Regions from separate parts of the Mus musculus genome. Here regions 2, 3 and 4 are each linked to region 1. The links are chromatin contacts, called in public Hi-C and promoter capture Hi-C maps. All regions are on one chromosome and are shown on one strand. The core of a region is the stretch at or near the end of the contact, and the rest is flanking DNA. Distances in the headings are between cores, read along the strand shown.

Region 1 (3,142 bases), core at 1-2,500:
ACACAGATTTATGTCACCCCCTGTCCCCATGTTCCATGTTTCAACATGGAAGTAGTTTCATGAAGCTTTTTTATAGTAACAGAACAAAGAAAATCATCAGTCAAGACAGGTTTCTACATTAGTGGGATGGTTAGGTACGTTTTTTAAAAGTGGGGAAACCTGTTTTAGGCTTCAGGTGCTATTTGACAGTACTCGGAAAACTAATACCCTGTGCATTCCAAATGAAAGCTTGAACTCGGTGTGTTCCAGCTGAAGGTCGTGAAGATGTTAGGTACACAGGAGGACAATACATTAAGGCTACTAAGAGATCTGCAAATGGCCCATGATAAATTGGCTCTGGATTTGCAACACTGTAGATTCTTCTATGTCAGTCCGTGCTAGGCAAGATACACTCCCCACCTTGGACATGATGGGGGCTTTGTTTGTTTGTTCCTTTGGTTTTTGTTTTTGTTTTTTTGTTTTTTTTCGAGACAGGGTTTCTCTGTATAGCCCTGGCTGTCCTGGAACTCACTCTGTAGACCAGGCTGGCCTCGAACTCAGAAATCCGCCTGCCTCTGCCTCCCGAGTGCTGGGATTAAAGGCGTACGCCACCACACCCAGCTCGGATACGACGTTTTTAATGGGGAAAAAAAAAAATCTGTCAACAAAATCGAAAATTATGTGAAAAAATTCCATTTTCTCCTATCTCAGTGGTGGAATTAAGTTAAATCATTAAATCTTTTTTTTTTTTTTTTTCCCCCGAGACAGGGTTTTTCTGTGTAGCCCTGGCTGTCCTGGAACTCACTCTGTAGACCAGGCTGGCCTCGAACTCAGAAATGCGCCTGTCTCTGTCTCCCAAGTGCTGGGACTAAATCATTCATTCATTTTGTTAATATCATATCATAGCATACAAAGTATTTAAACATTATAACATTAAGTACCTTAAACTACATTCCTTTTGGGCTGATATGCTACAATTACTTCTGCGAAGCTAAATCATTTTCCCAAACCAGTTTTAGGACCTATAAAGTGACTTTCATGAGAACGAAGTATTTAACTAGGCTTCTGGTCACTGTCTTTTTCACATGCCTACACACTCTGTCCTTGCACACGGTCAAAAGCCGACCAAATACTAGGAATTCGGTTGAAGCCCATCATCTTAAGCAGGGAGTTGGGGTTTTGGGTCATTTGCTGCCTGGAACCCACCAGGTGGAGAAGGTTGCAGGCCGGCCGCATTTTCTGCGCACGCGCGCGCACCAATCCGGCCGCGTGTTCCGTTTAAGGGGCGGAGCCTCATCGCTCTTGTGGGGGCCACTGTCGAGCGGAGTCGCTTTTGGGTGTCCTTGGCCGCAGCTGGAAACTGACGGCCACCTTCTCCAACTCGCAGCATGCTGTTGGGGTTGGGCGGCCGGTGGGCAGCGGGCCTATGGCCGGGCCGGACGAGGACGACGTGGTGTGTGGCCGCCGCGCTCCGAGGTTCCGGGATCGCTTTCTGGCGTGCGGCCTCGCTAGCCGAGCCAGAGCGGCTCCGGAGCGGCGGGCATCTAGCGCTAGCCGAGTCTTGCGGGCCACCCGGGCGAGCGCAGGTCGGCTGTTCGTAGGCTGTGGTGGTGGGGAGCGGGCGCAGCATGGGGTCTGGGAACTCCAGTGCTGAGGGGACACTCCCGGTGCGGGCCTGGGAGGAGCAGGCCTCGACCTCGGGGTCCGCAGCTGCTGTCAATCCAGGGATTGATTCTCCTTTCGAAGGCTATTAAAGCACCACAAATGGTTCTTTTTGTTGTTTTTCAGAGACAGGATGTCCCAGTTTTGTAGACTCACCTGTCCTGAATTCGCTATATAGACCCGGTTGTCCTCGAAATCAGAGACTCGCCTACCTATTGACTTCCCATTCTAGGATTAAAGATTTGCTCTGCTGCGCAGGGACTTATTTCTTACTCTAGAGCTAAAGGTCAGAAGGGCGCTAAGTGCTAAGAAATTGATGCAGCACGTGGAGCTAGCCTCCTAAGTTGTGTTACTTGTCCGTTTTTAGGAATTTCTTTGATTACGGAGTGAAAGGTGGGGTGTGGATGTTATTGAACAAAGTACGTAGTATGTTAAACTATACTATAAAATGTAAGAATTTTGTGGGTTTTCGAGACAGGGTTTCTCATGTGTAGTCTTGGCTAACCTGGGACTTGCTCTGTAGACCAAGCTGGCCTTGAACTCAGATATCCCCTGCCACTGCCTCCAGAGTGCTGGGATTAAAGGTGTAGCTCGGCAAGAATTTTATGTATATTAAGCTACATTGTAATATATAAGAATTTTAAAAACTTTTAAGAAATGCTGAAAGTGGTAATTGAATTATTTGTTGTTAGTTGCTTGTGGGTGGGTTTCCCTGTGTAGCCCTGGCTGATCTGTTGACCAGGCTGGTGCTGGCTTCAAACTCACAGATAAAAGGTGTGTGCTATAGCCAAGGGTCTCGAGATATTGGACTCTTAACTGAATTTCAACACAAATTAGGCATACTTTTTACATTTTTAAATGTGAGCAATGTGAAATTCATTTTTAGATGCTCATTTATACATACTTGGGAAACTCCTGTTTCATATAGCTTTCAAGCAGTTTTTCAAGCAAGCTTTCTTGCTAAGAGATAGAAGGCCCAGGGTATGGTAGTGGCACAGACTTAAAGTCCCAGTGTTAGCTCTGGAGGCTCAGACAGAGGATCAGCATGAGCTTCATGGTCAGTTGGAGGCCAACATGGACCACATTGATGACTGGACTTGATCTTCAAAACAAAATGGGGTACAAGGTATATGCAAGGCTTTCAGGGAGACAGCCTTAAAAATGCTAGTTATTCATGTAACTAGTTCCTAAGTACTAACCACAGGGGTGGTAGGAGAAGCCTAGTCTGTGGAGGCTTTTGTCTTCAGGATGGGAGTTTGATCTCTGGACATGCCTGTGCATACGAACCCACCAAACAAAACAAAGCAAAACAAACCCCTCAATTTACAGTATTTTGCTAAGATTGTTTTTTGTTGTTTTTTGACTGGACTTGAACTCAGAGATTTACGTGCCTCTGCCTCCTGAATGTTGGGCTCAAAGACATGTACAGTCATGCCCTCTGTATTTTCTTAGATTATTACATTAAAGCAAATTTAAACAAATGTTTTTGCCTATGTAGTAT
Region 2 (3,354 bases), core at 465-2,964, 3.3 Mb before region 1:
GAGTGACACTATTCCACAAACCCAGGTGCGGGTGACCAAGGGACGCGCCAGAGTGGAGGGCTCGCGGCGTCTCCAAGGCTCCCCCGCCCCGCCTGCAACTCAGCCCTAACTGGACGGAAGAAACCCCGCCTCCTTCCTGCCTCTGGCTCCCACCATTGGCTTACCGGTACCCGGCAGGTCAGTTCCTGCCTTCCATTGGCTCACTGCCCCATCAGTCAGGCACAGCCAGATTCGGGTCGGTGGGAGGGGAAGGAGTCGGAGGAGGTGGAGTGGGAGTGGGATTAGAGGACGAGGTGGCGGAGGAGGGTGCTCGAGCTCAGGCTCGGGTTTGGGAAAGTTTCCCCTGCCAGTGACAGGCCCTCTAGGCTTGAGGCCCAACGTCACTCCCGGAGAGTAAGGGGCTCGGGTCCCCGATTCCCGCCCCTCAGTCCGCAGGCCCCGGAAGCCACTTGGGGGAGGGGAAAGGGAGGGACCATGGAAGCAGGGACCGAGCCACCCCCGAGCGCGGCCGCGGCGCCTCCAGGACTCCCCCAGGGGCGGGGTGCGGGCACTCCAGCCCGCGGCGCCGACCCTGGACGCCTCCCCGGGAGCCTCCAGGGGCCCGGAGAGGAGGGTCCCCGGCCCAGGGCGTGACCGGGGCGCGAGGGCCGCCAGGACCCCTCCCGCTTCCCGCGGGGGGCCCCCGAGGGCCTGTCCCTGCAGGGGCCGCAGAAGGGGTACGGAAGAGGGGGCGCTGGCGAGCCAACCCGGAACCTCCTGGCCCGCAGCCCGCCTCCCGCCCCCGGCCGCGGCCCCAGCGCGCCTCCGGCACACATGCCCGCACCCAGAAAGTTAAGTCAGGGGCGAGCCCGGCGCGGCGCCGCCACCGCCGCCGCCGCCCGACCCCGGCTCCCCGCCCCCACCGCGGCCCGGCCTGCGCGGCCCGAGCGCTACCGCCCCGAAGCCACCCAAGCCCGAGGCCCCCCAGACGCCCGAGCCCCCGCCGCCGCCCCTGCCGGCCGCGTCACCTTCACACACCCCCGGCACTTCCCAGGTCCTGCCTCCCCTCGGCCGGCTCCCACCCGTGCAGCAGTGGCCGCACGCCTCCCGGGAAGAAAGCACCGGCCGCGACTGCGCCCGCCGGCCCGGGCTTCCCCCGCCTGCCCGGGCTGCGCCGCGCAGCCTCGAGGGGGCCGGAGCAGGGGCCCGCGGCACAACCGCCGCTTCCCAGCCTGGTGCTCACCTCTCGGCCGGCGCCGCGGGCTGCAGCCTCCACCCGCCTCGCGCTCCAGGGCTCGTCTCCCGAGCTCTCTCGCCCGGCGCCCGAGCGCCTCCTTTCTCTCCCGGGGACTCGGCGTCTTCCCGCCCTCCCCCCTCCCCCCGGGAGCCGAGTCCCCGGCTCGGCCGCGCCTCGAGGATGGGCGTCGCGGGCTCCGCACGCCTGGGCAGCGGTGCCCGCACACAACAACAGCCTGCCCGGCCGGCCGGCGCGCGGCTCCGCCGGGCTGCGCGCACCAAGGGCAGCGGCCCGGGTGGGAATGCGGCGCCCCCCGCCCGCCGCCCGTGAGCCCCCAGGGGAGGCGCGCTTACCAATGTGGCCGTCACGCCGTCAGGTGCGGGCTGCCGTCGGCGCTGACCTCCGCCGCCGCCGCGGGAGCCCAGGCTGCGGCCGCCATGTTCCCGTGTTAATAACTGCTGCCTGGTTGTTTATTTCAATGGAGATCCTCCCCCAGCTCCCTCCTCCTCCTCCCCCTCCTCCTCCGCGGCTCTGCACTTGCGGAGAGAGACACAGACCGCGCGAGCTCGCGAGCAGGGGAGGGGGCTCGGGCACGGGGCTGGCCCGCCCTCCGCCTCCCCGCCGCCTCCGAGCGAACGCTGTCACCGCTCAGGGGACCGGGCGGAAACTTGCGTCCCGCGCCCCCGAGCGTGGGCCCGGGAACACCGGGGCTACCCCACCCGCGGGGTCCTCAGCATCTCCCTGGCTGGCGAGACTTCAGAGCTCGGGGAGTTGGACAAGATGGGTGGCTGTGGTCTAGGGACCGTGACCTATGGGTGACTGGAAGTGAAGGGAGAGTCAACAGAGGACTCCATGCGAGGGCAAAGGGCAATGCCCAAAAGAAAGCTAAAAAGGGGGACTGGCCCGGGCCTGGGGGTGGAGGCCAAGGGACTGCCGCGCCTCCGACGGCAGGGACGCTGCGGCGAGAAGGTCGCGGAAAACCTAGTCCCAGAGGTGCCTCCCGCGCGCGCTCAGGCAGGGCCCGGTAGCCGGCAGCCTGCACCCCTCGGGCGCACCTCTGCACCCAGACGCTGTTCCGGGGCGCACTCCTTGGCCACCATGTCCCCTCGGTTTTTTCGTGGATACGCCTCCCCAATTGCTGTCCCTGAGGTCTCTGGAGGGGATAGAGGGGCGTGACCGCGGGAGGCGAACTTACCGGGGTACCACCCCGGGATTGCCTGACAAAGCAAAGGCTGCTCAGTATTTAGAAAGACCGAGGGGAGTGTTCTCCGCACGCAGTGAGACAACAAAAGTTTTGTTTTGTTTTTTAATTGGGGAATCCATTATCAAATCCTCAATGGAGTATTGGGATTAAGGAGACGTGGAGGAGTTTTCACGTTTAAATGTTGTTTGGTTTTTAACTGGAAAAGCAACTTCTTTTCCATTTAGATATAATTAGTTGAAAGAAATGAGCAACATTTGTTTGCTTAACGGAAGTTATCAAAATATGACAGGAACACGTTTCCTTATTTTAACTCTTATGAAAGGTCACTTGCCATAGACAATAAGTGTTTATTGAACTGTAACGACTTGGCACTGCATTAAGTGATTCACACACACTCCAAATTTTAATCCTCAAACCTTACGAAGTAATTGCTATTTTTATACCTCATAAAACATTGAAACCTAAAGAAGTAATTTTTGTAGAGTTACACAGTAAGCAAGGTGGGCAAGATTTGAGCCCAGGTCCATTAATTGCAAAACATGCTTTTTGATCGTATTTTTTTTTTAGCTCCAGTTTATTATGACAAAGAAAAAGAAAAGTATATGCCTACTTGGCTATAGCTAGAAAATATTTAGAAAGCTGTAACAAATGTTAACATTGGTGAGTGGAATCGGAAGGAGGTCTGCAATAGGCTACTTCACGTTTTTCAGGGAAGTGTCTGCTGTTTGGAATGATTGGTTTTGACCACCTGTTAGTAAATTTTAAGGATTTTTTTTTTAATTAGCTAGAATAAATTATGTTCCCCGAAGACTCAAAAGCCTTCAGCAGCTTAGGGACAGAACAAGGAGATACAGAGTGTCCCTCTGATCTGTCCTCCTCCACTCTTAACCCATAATATTTTTGCAGGGAGGTTGGGTTCCTCGCAGGAATGTCC
Region 3 (2,948 bases), core at 388-2,887, 3.1 Mb before region 1:
AAGACTCGAGGTACAGGTCAGCCATAAAACTCCTAGATTCACGCTACAACCAATAATCAAAGCAAGCATTTACTACAGGGCCACAATCAAACCCTAGATATGTAAATACCACCCACTCATATAATACTGTCAAACTTCTCTAAGCCGAATTACCTGATTCCTCAAACGGCAGCTGTGAGGCCTGTACAAGCGATGTAAGGGAGGATGAACAGCGTATCTGAGTTGGGTTATCTAGTAAGCGTTCTGACTAGTTCTATTTGCCCTTCACCCTGCAACCCTCCTTAGTTAAGTGGCTACAACCATCTGTGACACTATCAAGAACAAGAAGTACTTACATGTAGATTCAGAAAAGACTTTTGGAAGAGAAAAAACATCATATAACATAGAAAATTATCTAATGACACCAAATTGGCTCCATGGAAAACAAAAAACAAAATCGTAATCACTTTTCATCACTGGCTGTCTCATTTCATTAGTTCCTTGCTTTCAACTCAAACCTTTAAAGCTCGATTCTTCACAGCGGAAAAAGACTAGTAAAAATGGATGACAAAATATTTATCCTCACTAGGTTACATGCCAGGGAGAGAGGAGACAAAATGGTAATCATCAATATATCAATATATTTAATGAGACTCAGTGGCTTACAGATAAAAAAAAAAAAAATGGAAGGGGGAGGGGAGTGGGCGGAAGTACTGAGGAAGGTGGAAAAAAAAAAAAAACCCGTAGGATGTTACAGGTTCACCTTGCAAACTTTATTACCCACATTCAACAGCTGTTAAATAAGTCATCAAAATACTCAGATCTGTGGGAAGAGAATTTACACACTCCTGACAGTCTCATCGCCTCTGCTTCAAGAAAGGAAATCGCTCAACTCCTCAACACAGCTGTTGCGAGCCTCGCATCGGGATCAGACCCGATGCTCCGGGAACCCAGAGTCCAGAGCCCAGGCGGAAAGTTGGACGAGCGGCCGTCGGCGGGCAGGGGGCCACCGGGTTCGAACACCCGGTCCTCGCCCTCCGCGCAGGCAGCGGCCGAGGCCGTGGGTCGGGGTCGAGCAGGGGTCCCTGTTAGTCATCCGGCCCCGCTGCCCCGGCCCCGGGTCCGCCCATCGCGCAGGGCCAGCACGGCCGCGCCCGCCACCCCCGCCGGCCCCTCGCCGGCTGCCACGTAACCCTTCGCGGGAAGCAGGAACTGCGCGGCGCGGGAGGGGGCGGCGGGCCGGACCGGGCCAGGGCTGCAGGGCCGCGGGGGGCTGCGCAGCTCCGGCCGGGTACGCTAGGGTCGGCGGGCCTGGCCAGGGGTCCGGGGTCCGGGAAGGAGGGCTCACCTCGAACATAAGCCCCAGCAGGAAAAGCATCGCCAGGCAGGAGACGATGTCCGCGTGATTCTGCAGCAAGAATTCGTGGCTCAGCAGCGGCGGGTTCTTGTTGCTCTTCTTGCGAATCGCCATGGTGGAGCCGCCGCCTGTGCCTGCAGGTGCTTCCTCCGCCCCGCTCCGAGCTCTCGGCTGCTCACCGCCGCGCCGCCGCCTCCCGCTGGCTGCTCCGCACAGCCCCGCCGCAGCCGCTCGCTGGGGCTTCACTTCCCATCCCACAGCCAGTACGCAGCCGCCGGGGCGGCCCGAGAAAAAAAAAAAAAAAAAAAAAAAAAAAAAAAAAAAAAAAAAGGCCAGCCTGCAGCGGTGGCGAGCATGCGCACCAGGAAGAAACCGCGCGCTCGCGCCGTGGCCGCACCTGGTGGCCCACAGCGCCCCCTGTGGGCTGGAGGTCGCGGAACGCGAGTGGCGCGCGGAGGTTTCGCGCTGGGAGTTGGGAGTCGTTTGGGGCGCGAGCTTCCTGGGAATGGTTCATACCTTCGCGTGCTGCTGCAGCATGCACGGCTGCTGGGTGCCTTCGCGCCCTCCCGACCCACCCTGGCCTTGGTGCTACCACGTTCCACACTTGTTGGCCACTTGTGTAAGCGATAGCCACCGTCTAGAAAATTTGGAAAAACGAAGTAGCCTGCTTGTTCAAGGGCTTTTCGCGAGTTTGAGCCTTCCAACGTTGCTGTGGATGAGCTAGTGGTTGACTCCTGTAGTCCCATTGTTTGGGACGCTGAGGCAGGAGAAGTGCTCTGAGTTTAATACCATCCAGGGCTACATAGAAGCATCTTGTTTCTAAGTCAAAAATCAAAAACCAAAACCAAACCAAACCAAAAATCCCCTAAGTGTTAAACGCTTGCTTACCTCAGAGTTAAGCTCTTTTCTGTCCTGTCCAACTCCCCGGTCCCCACTGGAAGTTTAGATTTACTTGTTACATGGTATTAACACTACTTAGGAATCCCAAGAAATCGTGAAAAGGGATCCCTTGCCAAATCCTCCACTCTCCTACTTCTGTTTAACCCGGGGTATTTATTTTTTTCTGAAAAAGTGCACTACTTGCCCAGTCCAGAAGCTAAAATCCTAGGTTGCATCTTTTTATTAGCCTTTTGACATCTAATATAGCACCAAATCCAGGCAATTCAGTCTCTTTCCCTATTCCCACCGCTATAGTATAGCCAGGAGGGGGCCTGGCCTGGAATATTACATTTCCAGTGTAATCATGGTAGTTTAAAAAGGTGGTTACTGCCGGCAGTGGTCACACGGGCCTTTAATCCCAGTACTTGGGAGGCATAGGCAGGCGGATTTCTGAGTTCGAGGCCCGCCTGGTTTATAGAGTGAGTTCCAGGATAACCAGGACTACACAAAGAAACCCTGTTTTGAAAAATCAAAAAAAAAAAAGTGGTTATTGCGTCAATTTATTATTATGCTCAACTTATTGCCTGTGTTTCTACAGACAAGTTACTTCTATGAGGCTCAATTCCCTTACTTATGTATCCATTGGCTCAACAAGTAAGGATAGAGAGTTGACCTAGTAGAAACTTCACTGGGGATTCAGAACATAAGGGAAATGTCAAATTAACTGATCATT
Region 4 (3,207 bases), core at 412-2,911, 3.7 Mb before region 1:
ATGCTTAATATACTTGAAAACACAAAAGGTTGTGTTCCTTTGTGACTGGGGAAGAAAAAGAATGTCACTGTGAGCCAACTACATGCCTGAGAATTCCAAGTCTTACCTAGGTACAAGGATGCATTGTCTTTCTTGACGTTGTCATCTAAATAGGTTGGTCCCAGGGTGTAAATCGGTGTAGAGCCCATTCCAATGAGAACCTGTGCACAAACGAATAAAGCCACGTAGATCCAGTGACTATTTCCTCCCGAGTCCTTGGGACAGGGAGGAGGCTCCAAGATGGCTGTGGAGTTGCCATTCTGACAAAGGCCATCGTTGGAGGCCGAAGCGTTCAACTCTTGGATTTGATAGGGGGGTGAGATAAAGTGAGGTAAAGCGAAGAGCGCAGCCCCGATGGCAATAAGAAGTCCACCCACTGCCAGCCATAGGGGCCTTCGCCCACGGCCACCAAAGTAGCTGACGAACACCACCACCACCAGGTTTCCTATATCAAAGCAGCTGACCAGCAGCCCTGACTCAGAACTCTTCAAGCTATAGCGCCTTTCGATGGTGGTGATGACACTGCTCAGGTACCCAGAGACCATTAACGCCTGGATGAAAGTCAGAAAACACATGCACACTAAGAAGCAGCGAGAATCCGTAAGGACCACGTAGAGACACCTTCTCTCCTGGAGTGTGGCCAAAGTGGAAGATACTGACACAGTTTTGCTGGGGTCCATCCTGTGGTTACAGTCCATGAGTTCCGTTGTAGTGCCTGCCGAAGTGGATGGAGCAGAAGGGCTGGGGACTATCAAGTTCCGTCCTAGATGCGTCTCCTGGCGACCTGGAGCTTCATTGCAACCCAAGGCCAGTTTGCCATCTGCATTCCCAGCACTGAAATTCTGCCGGCAGGAGGCGCTGTGCAGGACCGGTAAACTCTTAGACCTGAAGGACTCTGACTCGCACTTCTCTTGGACAGCTCCAACCGAAGACGGTGCCTCTAGCTGCTGTTGGGCCCGAGACTGCGCATCCCCTTCGTCCATGGCTCTTAAAATGTGATCGCTGATTCCATATAAGGCCTCCGGCACTTTTCATCCACCTGAACGAGGGGCTGATGCCCGGCCCACTCAGTCGTCTCCTCCTGAGACCCGGGCTGGGGATGGCAGAGCCTGGAAGCAAAACATCTCAGCAGCAGGGAGGTGCCCAGAGCATCCTGACCCGAGGCACAACAAGAAGCCACCTTGTACCGGGGGAGGTAAAGGTCCACGCGGTCCTTCGAGGAGTCCTGCTTGGTGTCCACTCTCAGGGATAGCTCGCGGTAGGCGCTTTGCGCGTCCGGTGCTCATCCCCTCCGCCGCCGCCTCTCAGACGGTGGCCAGAAGCTAGAGCGACCTGGGCCCAGTGTGGGGTCTCTTAGCGCAACTGTCCGAACAACATCCCACTTTGTGGCTCCAGGGGTGTTCGGTGCCCACCGCAAGGCTTGTGACACACAGGGTCGTGAAGCTGCCGACCTGTAAAGCAGAGAATTGATGGTCAGAGGGACGGATGCACTTGGGGCTGGCAACCCGGGGTCCGGTGACTAGTGCTAAGTAACCTCGTGGACCCCAGAGGGACCGAGGTGCTAGCCAGGAGCTGAACCGTGCAGGAGGGACCTGCAGAGACTGCAGCCTCAAGTCCCGGAACAATGAGCAGCAGGCGGTCCGCCAAGACTCTCGCTCATTGTCTGCGGCGGGCCTGCCCCCGCCCCGCCCCTTTTGCCTTAAACAGTGCGTTTGCTTTTATATGTTAATAATTATCAGCCTGGCAGCTCTGACTCAGAAGGCAGTGTCTTTTATTCGAGTGAACTAATAGCAACCTTCTGGTACTCCTACTCCATGACTCAAAATAGAAGATTCCCAGAAGAACAAAGGAAAGTTTTTTTTTTCCTTTTACAAGCACACAATACATTCCTGGTCTCAAATTTTAAAATACATTTTTAAGCGGTAGAAAGAAAACTACGTGTAGAAATATGTGTGCACACTTGTACACTGGCACGTGTGCGCGACGAGATGTGAATGCGTCCGCTCCATCAAACACCTACTTAAAGTCAAAGACAGCGCGTGGGGGGAGGGGATCAACATGCTTGCGTGGTTATTCTCTACACTAAAAATAGCCCCTTGCCGGAAAGAACTATATTCAATTACAAGTAACGAGGGCATTCGAGGCTGTGGCCCACGTTAAGTCCCAGAGCGCAAGGTTGAGCGAAACCGAAAATCAATTTGCTTTGCAAATGGTTGAGTGAAGCCACACCAAACAAAGAGACGCTGGCAAGCTGGCACAGCGTGCGCGGGGAGCCCACCGAAACGGCTCAACACAGGCACGCCGGCCCGGAGGTGTGCTATTTGCCAAGCACACCCTGAGAGCGTGAGGTGTGCGAAGGCCTGAAGTATAACACACACACACACACACACACACACACACACACACACACACACACGAGTTCACTTTGTGCGAGCCAGCGCTTGGTTTGAATTCAGCGAGCGCTAATACAGGTGCGCCTCCGCTGTAAACCCCATCCCTAATCTTGGGGAACCCTATACTCCTCCTGCCCCGGCGGCGAAGTGCACCAGATGGGAGGCATTGGGGTTCTGCTGCGTTGGGTTTCGTTCTGAGCTTTTGTGATGCTGCTGCGAAAAGAAAAAAGATGAGAGAGGCGGCTACAACATCTCCCAGTATTGTTCAGGACCGGACTGCCAGTGGCTTGCAAGCCGGCACTTGGGCTCCGCCCGCTCACCCCTGCGCCTTCCCGGGGAACTCCACCCGTGGCTGCACGCCGAGCTGGGGAATCCCGGCGTCGGAGCCCCTGGCTGAGGGAGCAGCCGCATCGCGACGCAGACTCGCATGGGATGGACACGCGGATCCCCGCCCCGAGCTCTCGGAACCAACGCGGAATCCTAGGGACATCCCCTCCGCGCGCGCGCACGCACACACACACACACACACACACACACACACACACACACACAGCCGGTGGGAGGACAGAACCGCCAGGCACAGCTCGCCGCTCTGCTAGGCGCACAAGCTTTCGCAACTCACTAGCGAGGGTGACGACCAATCTGCCGGGCTGGGAGAGGATCAGCCGCTGTAGGACGGCAGCGGTGGGGGAAGATGGGCCAGCCGCCTGCGGAGACCGTCTCGGTCCCGCCGCCGAGAAATCAGGGAGTGAGACTGCGAGTCGAGCTGGCTAAC

What was found. Promoter capture Hi-C pulls out the DNA fragments that hold promoters and counts their contacts. A called contact is a pair of places that touch in the nucleus more often than the background predicts.
Region 2: a contact with region 1 is called in a Hi-C map of B cells, with 5 read pairs. The contact joins the promoter of Ncoa2 here to the promoter of Tmem70 in region 1. A contact is called at or near these places in 2 of 484 Hi-C or Micro-C datasets (B cells and muscle stem cells).
Region 3: a promoter capture Hi-C map of liver shows a contact between it and region 1, with 2.6 times the contacts expected there. The contact joins the promoter of Tram1 here to the promoter of Tmem70 in region 1. A contact is called at or near these places in 3 of 39 promoter capture datasets (cranial neural crest, liver and pre-B cells) and 1 of 484 Hi-C or Micro-C datasets (B cells).
Region 4: a contact with region 1 is called in a promoter capture Hi-C map of pre-B cells. The contact joins the promoter of Slco5a1 here to the promoter of Tmem70 in region 1. A contact is called at or near these places in 1 of 39 promoter capture datasets (pre-B cells) and 1 of 484 Hi-C or Micro-C datasets (B cells).

Annotation. Positions count from the first base shown.
Region 1 is chr1:16,663,941-16,667,082 of GRCm38.p6, forward strand. Tmem70 (transmembrane protein 70) reads left to right here and starts at 1,251. Exons shown (of 3, transcript NM_027415.2): 1 at 1,251-1,565. The coding sequence starts at 1,368.
Region 2 is chr1:13,372,369-13,375,722 of GRCm38.p6, forward strand. Ncoa2 (nuclear receptor coactivator 2) reads right to left here and starts at 1,715. Exons shown (of 23, transcript NM_008678.3): 1 at 1,570-1,715.
Region 3 is chr1:13,588,273-13,591,220 of GRCm38.p6, forward strand. It overlaps Tram1 (translocating chain-associating membrane protein 1), which reads right to left and starts at 1,638. Exons shown (of 11, transcript NM_028173.5): 1 at 1,328-1,638. The coding sequence starts at 1,450.
Region 4 is chr1:12,989,474-12,992,680 of GRCm38.p6, forward strand. Slco5a1 (solute carrier organic anion transporter family, member 5A1) reads right to left here and starts at 1,662. Exons shown (of 9, transcript NM_172841.2): 1 at 107-1,662. The coding sequence starts at 1,022.